Linked DNA regions of Mus musculus: region 1 is linked to region 2. Evidence: chromatin contacts called from public targeted proximity ligation data. All regions are on one chromosome and are shown on one strand. The core of a region is the stretch at or near the end of the contact, and the rest is flanking DNA. Distances in the headings are between cores, read along the strand shown.

Region 1 (2,792 bases), core at 100-2,599, 39 kb before region 2:
AAAGAGAAGCTATTGTTCTTTTGTTTTTAATTGTTTAGAGATATTTTAGAGTCTTTTATAAAGATGATTAGTATTACATTAATTTTAGTACCTAAGTGGAAGTCATATAGTTCTGAAAGGAACTCCCAGATAGTGAGTATATAGTTCATAGCTACATAGATATACAGGCATTCAATAATGTCTAAGCTTTTAAGTACATAAGTCAGAACACAAACATGAACAATATCACATCAGAATGATATTTAATATTACAGAAAAAGCATAGAACAAAACTTGAAGAAATATGTTTACATTTTTATTTACATAAAAAATTAATAGCTGGGCTTAAATATGACAATATTTATAAATGAGAATAGTTGAACCCAACACTAACATGAAATTAGTAAAAGTGCTAAAAAATTACTAGCTAAAAATATATAGACTGTGATGGTCAAAGCCTACTTATACCACAGGAGTGCTCCAATGCCAGAATGAAGTTGGCTAAGAGGAGGCAGAAAAGAGATTGTATATTGCAAGTCTTTTGCCCAGGCTGTGACCGACACTGAAAAAAGACATGCCAACAGAATAGATAGGTGTAAAATGCACTAGAAGTGAATTTTCCATAGCTCTAATCATGTAATGTTTCTGTATCAGGACACTAAATTCATGGAATAAGATTGGAGTGTCCTATCCTTCTTTCTTTTTAACATTCATTTGCAAATGATTGGTATAGTTTTCTTTAAATACTGAAATGAGTTGACTGTTGAAGCACCCTGAGCCTGAGGTTCACTTGCTGGCGAGGTTTTTGACTATTGCTTCCATTCCTTCACTTGTTATATAACCATTCATATTTTAGATTCTTTTATGGTAATTATTCTTGGGTAGCTTTCCCCAATTTATATCTTTCTACTGTTTGTTTTCATTTCTTTTAATTGTATAAACTGGTTCTCTATTTGACTTTAAGTGCTTATAGTCCCTGTAGAGTTGATACGGATGTCTTCTTGTTTCATAAAAGGTTCGGAAATTTTGATGACAACAGTGATGGCTGAGGTAGAATGTGGATGTAGTAATGAAAACATCAACTGAGAGTTCTAGATGGTAGGCCTTCCTTCCCTGAAGGAGGAGTAGTTACATGATCAGTAGTAGGTAAGGACTGGGGACATGTCTCAAGGAAAGACTCTCCTCTTATACAATTGCCTTTAGGCAAAAGGAGGAGGAGGAAGAGGAAGAGGAGGAGGAGGAGGACAAATATATTTTATTTGGGGCTCAAATAGACCTTCATAGCTTATAGAATATGATCCTAAATGTATTGTCATTCCCCACATTCCATATTTTACTATTAATTTCATTTTAAACATATTTTATGTTTTATGGGTATTTTACAAGGATGTATGTCTGTGTGTGTTCTATATGTGTGTCTACTGCTCACCGAGTCCAAAAAAGGATGTCAGATCACCTGGAACTGGAGTTTTAGATGTTTGTGAGCTGCCACGCAGATGCTGGTAATAAAACTCATGTCCTTACAGGACCAAAACCAGTAAGTGCTCTTAACTGATGAGACATCTCTCTAGCCTCTTATAAGAAGTGAAGAAATGCCTCTTATTTGTTTGTGGCAATCCTAGAAATAAATGTTATCTGGTACCTCCAAAATGCATTGCTAAACTTTGAGTGTTTATTCAGATCCAGTTTAATACACACACACACACACACACACACATACACACACACACACTGACAGAGATATATTCCTATTTGTCTTTCCCATGCTTTTATTGGTTGATAGAGAACAAAAGAATATCAAACAAATGTGTTTACATATCACAGGGGACTTGATCTGTGCATAAAAACAAAATAACAACAAAAGCCCTTACATATAGAACATACAATCAAAAAAGACTTTATTTTGAACCAACAGCATGAATACTCTTGAGACTTCATTGCATGCCACTAGTTTCTATGCACTAGTCAATAAAATTGATATGAGAGAAGACCCACGTCATAGCAGAGATTCTGAATACAAAGACTGCTAATGGTTAACTGTTGCTGTTAATTGCAGGGGGCAAGAAAATGTTGTCCCTTTGCTCCACTACAATGGCCTGAAACATTCTGTTTGGTTTTCTTTCTTTCTTTTTTTTTATTACGTATTTTCTTCAATTACATTTCCAATGCTATCCCAAAAGTCCCCCCCCCCCCACTCTCCTACCCACCCACTCCCATTTTTTGGCCCTGGTGTTCCCCTGTACTGGGGCATATAAAGTTTGCCTGACCAATGGGCCTCTCTTTCCAGTGATGGCCGACTAGGTCATCTTTTGATACATATGCAGCTAGAGTCAAGAGCTCTGGGGTACTGGTTAGTTCATAATGTCTGTTTGGTTTTCTAAGAAAGGCCACCATTTGTAGGTCTGGGCTTTGGCTGAAGCCAAGGTCATGAAAATCAGTAGGGTGCCAGTAATACACACATTCAACTTATACTGGTGCCCACTGTATGAACAGTCTACATTTTAAGTAGCAAGCATTGCTACCCTGTGATGGTTGGATTTTCTGCATTATCATGAAGACATATCCTCTGCTGTATAGTTCCCACTTGTTTCGGGTATTTTGTTTTTTTGTTTTTTTTGTTTTGTTTTGTCTTGTTTTGTTTTTCTTAAAAAAAACCAATCGTTCCTCATATGCACAGTTACAAAGTGCCTTTGATTCCACATTGGCTTCATTATTGGAGTTATAAGACAGAAAAAATCACATTCTAGAACAAAGAAAATATGTGGTTTCAGGTTATAAATGAATATTATATGTATATGTTTATACGTACATAT
Region 2 (2,941 bases), core at 43-2,542:
ATAGCATGAGGCTATGGAGGATGTCAGAGGCCCCGGTGTTGGGGGGAAGAGTGTTGTTATAACTCTGACATTGGTTAAAACATGAAACACCAGTATGCCTATCAGAGCTCATACAGGCCCATGGAGAGGTAGATGCAATTATAATTTAGGTTCTTGTGCTATCATGGCATACAGTCAATTTGAGTCCCAGTCGTTGAAACATCATCCAGCAATGACCCTGAATCTTGATATCATTTGATGGGAAGCATGGAATTGTTCAGACATTTTCCCAATATCTATATGTGCATATATGTATATATACACATATATATCTATATCTATCTATCTATCTATCTATCTATCTATCTATCTATCTATCTCTATCTCTATCTCTATCTCTATCTCTATCTCTATATGTATGTATGTATGTATATATATGCATGTATGTATGTATGCACATATGAATGTATAATGTATGTATAAATGTAAGTATATACGTATGTATGTATGCACATATGAATGTATATATAAATGTATGTATAAATGTATGTAAGTATATATGTATGTTTGTATTATGCAATATGTGAAGTTGTTGGAGCTAGTTGAAACTTGCTTCATCTACCAAGTGCCCTAAGCACTCACTTTCACCTTCCCTCAAAGGGCCATTTTCCCCTCAACGCTGCTTATGAGATCCTGTGGAAATGCTCAGTGTGTCACACACCCATGCGTGTTCCCCATGGGAGTTTATCCTCGGAGCCTGTGCCCCTGTGATTTATAATTATTCTCATGTTATTTGTGCTTCTGTTAGATCTGGAGAAGCTTTCAACGATCAGGTATGACATTTGTTTTACAATCTTAGGAATGCCAATAGTTTAGAAAAAATAGACAATTCTTATGTTTCTACGTACAAGGCTTTTAAAAAAAATGGTGTTTGGATTTCAATATCTCACACTCCATTGTCATTCCCTACAATCACTAAGGACAGGCTATTGTAGAGCGAACATGTCAAACTTTAAACACTCAAATATTTAAGTTACAAAATAAAGATTGCAAATATTCATCTCCTTATCATATTTTAAACCATGCTTTATATATTATTTTAATCATAAAATATTACAGAATAAAACATAAATCTTTTCTTTAAAAAAAAACCTTGTTTTAAGTAAAATTTACTCCTCAACTTCTAATAAAATAATAAAGATGTACTAACCAGACAATGGAAAGGATCAGATGTCAGCTGATTTATTCCAGGAGAAGCTTTGCTTGTGTGTTCTCACAGGACTCTGATTCACCTTTGTAGATAGCAGACTGTTTGATTGTGTCAGGACTTCCCCCCACTGACTAAGAGGCAGAAACCTTTGCCTCTGACATTTCCTCCCCACCCATCTCAGCCATCATATATGGGTGGATGTGTACTCTGAAAATTCAAGGTAGAAATTTTTGTTTTTTTATATAGAATTTAGACTTCTGATTCTTTTTAAAAAATTTCATAAGATTACTTTTTAATATAAGTAACAAAATAGTTGATTCTTTCCTTTAAGTGCACATTGCAACCTGCTAGTAAGAAAAACTGGCTGAGAAAATTATCGTGTCTATGTATACTCTGTTAATCTATAAGAAGTTACTTAAATACAAATGAATATGGGCTCTAGGGCATAATTTGTTTTTCACCCCTAATATGTAGAACATTTGATCAAGTGAGAGTATTAGGAAAATGGTTTTTTTCTACACATATTCACTGTAATTGTTTACTGTATGAAAAAAGGAATGTAACCATATTGTAATTTTTATAGGGCTTGAAAGATTTTACTGGGCTATATAAGATGTAGGAAAAAAATAAACTTGTTGGAGCTTTGCTACATGCAACAAATGTGTATATGTGTATATGTATGTCTATATGTATATATGTGTATATGTGAAATTTGTTGTAGCTTTGCTCGATCCAACAAATGTATATGTGCATGTATGTATGTATGTATGTATGTATGTATGTAATGGGTGAAGTTGTTGGAGCTTGTTGAGGCTTGCTTCATCCACCAAGTGTGTGTGTGTGTGTTTGATTCTTTCCCACCTTTTTCTTGCTGGCTCCAGAAAGTTTCACTGGACCCAGAGTCTTTCTTCCAGCCCCAGGGAGTCCTCCACCAGCCCCAGAGAATCAAGCTGTGTTCCCTCCAATAAAAATCTGCTGAATGACCAATTGCCTACTCTATGACCCACTCCAGTTTACCGTAGATGCCAAAGCTGCTCTTTGCCAAAACAAAAGAGCACTCCCACCCCCCTCTATGAAACCAGTGTCACTCTAATCCCAAAACCAGGTAAAGAAATACACACACACACATGCGCGCGCGCGTGCGCACACACATGAAAACTACATGTCATTTTCCTGATGAACATAGATCTAAAAATACTCAATAGAATACTGACAAAAAGAATACAAACATACATAATAAAGATTATCTACCATGACAACATTGGCTATATCCATGAAACATGGAATGGCTCAATATTCACAAGTTGGTTAATATAGTAAATCGTGTAAATGAACTTAAGAAAATTACACGATCATATCAAGAGATGTGAAAAGGCCCTTTGAGAAAACAACAGGCCTTCACGATAAAATTCCTACAGTATGTAAGGCTAGAGGGAAGACACCTCAATATAATAAAAGCTATATTTTAGAAACTCATAACCAACATCATTGTAAATGAAGAAAAGCTTGAAGCAATCTCACTGAAGTCAAGAAAGAGACAGGAATTCAATTATTCTTACTCCTTTTCAGTATTGTGTTCTGAATGCTATTTGGAACAATAAGGCAAGAGAAGGAAATTGAAATGGGTACAAATAGGAAAAGAAGACAACAAACTATTCCCATTTTCAGATGGCTTGATACTATGCATGAGAAACCCAAAAAAATTCTACTAGAAAACTTCTCAAAATGAAAAACAAATTCAGGAACATGGCA

The links.
Region 1: a contact with region 2 is called in a targeted proximity ligation map of CD8 T cells, with 24 read pairs. A contact is called at or near these places in 21 of 39 promoter capture datasets (the 3T3-L1 cell line, 3T3-L1-derived adipocytes, the C10 cell line and 14 more), 16 of 484 Hi-C or Micro-C datasets (CD4 T cells, CD8 T cells, the STO cell line and 8 more), 12 of 130 datasets of targeted methods (CD8 T cells, the SCID.adh cell line, astrocytes and 5 more) and 2 of 9 other capture datasets (adipose tissue and liver).

Annotation. Positions count from the first base shown.
Region 1 is chr19:11,481,136-11,483,927 of GRCm38.p6, reverse strand. It overlaps BE692007 (a long non-coding RNA gene), which reads left to right and starts at 1,349. Exons shown (of 2, transcript XR_003952860.1): 1 at 1,349-2,792. It overlaps Ms4a6c (membrane-spanning 4-domains, subfamily A, member 6C), which reads right to left. Exons shown (of 7, transcript NM_028595.4): 7 at 1,731-2,722. The coding sequence ends at 2,716.
Region 2 is chr19:11,441,909-11,444,849 of GRCm38.p6, reverse strand. Ms4a4b (membrane-spanning 4-domains, subfamily A, member 4B) reads right to left here and starts at 1,292. Exons shown (of 7, transcript NM_021718.2): 1 at 1,190-1,292.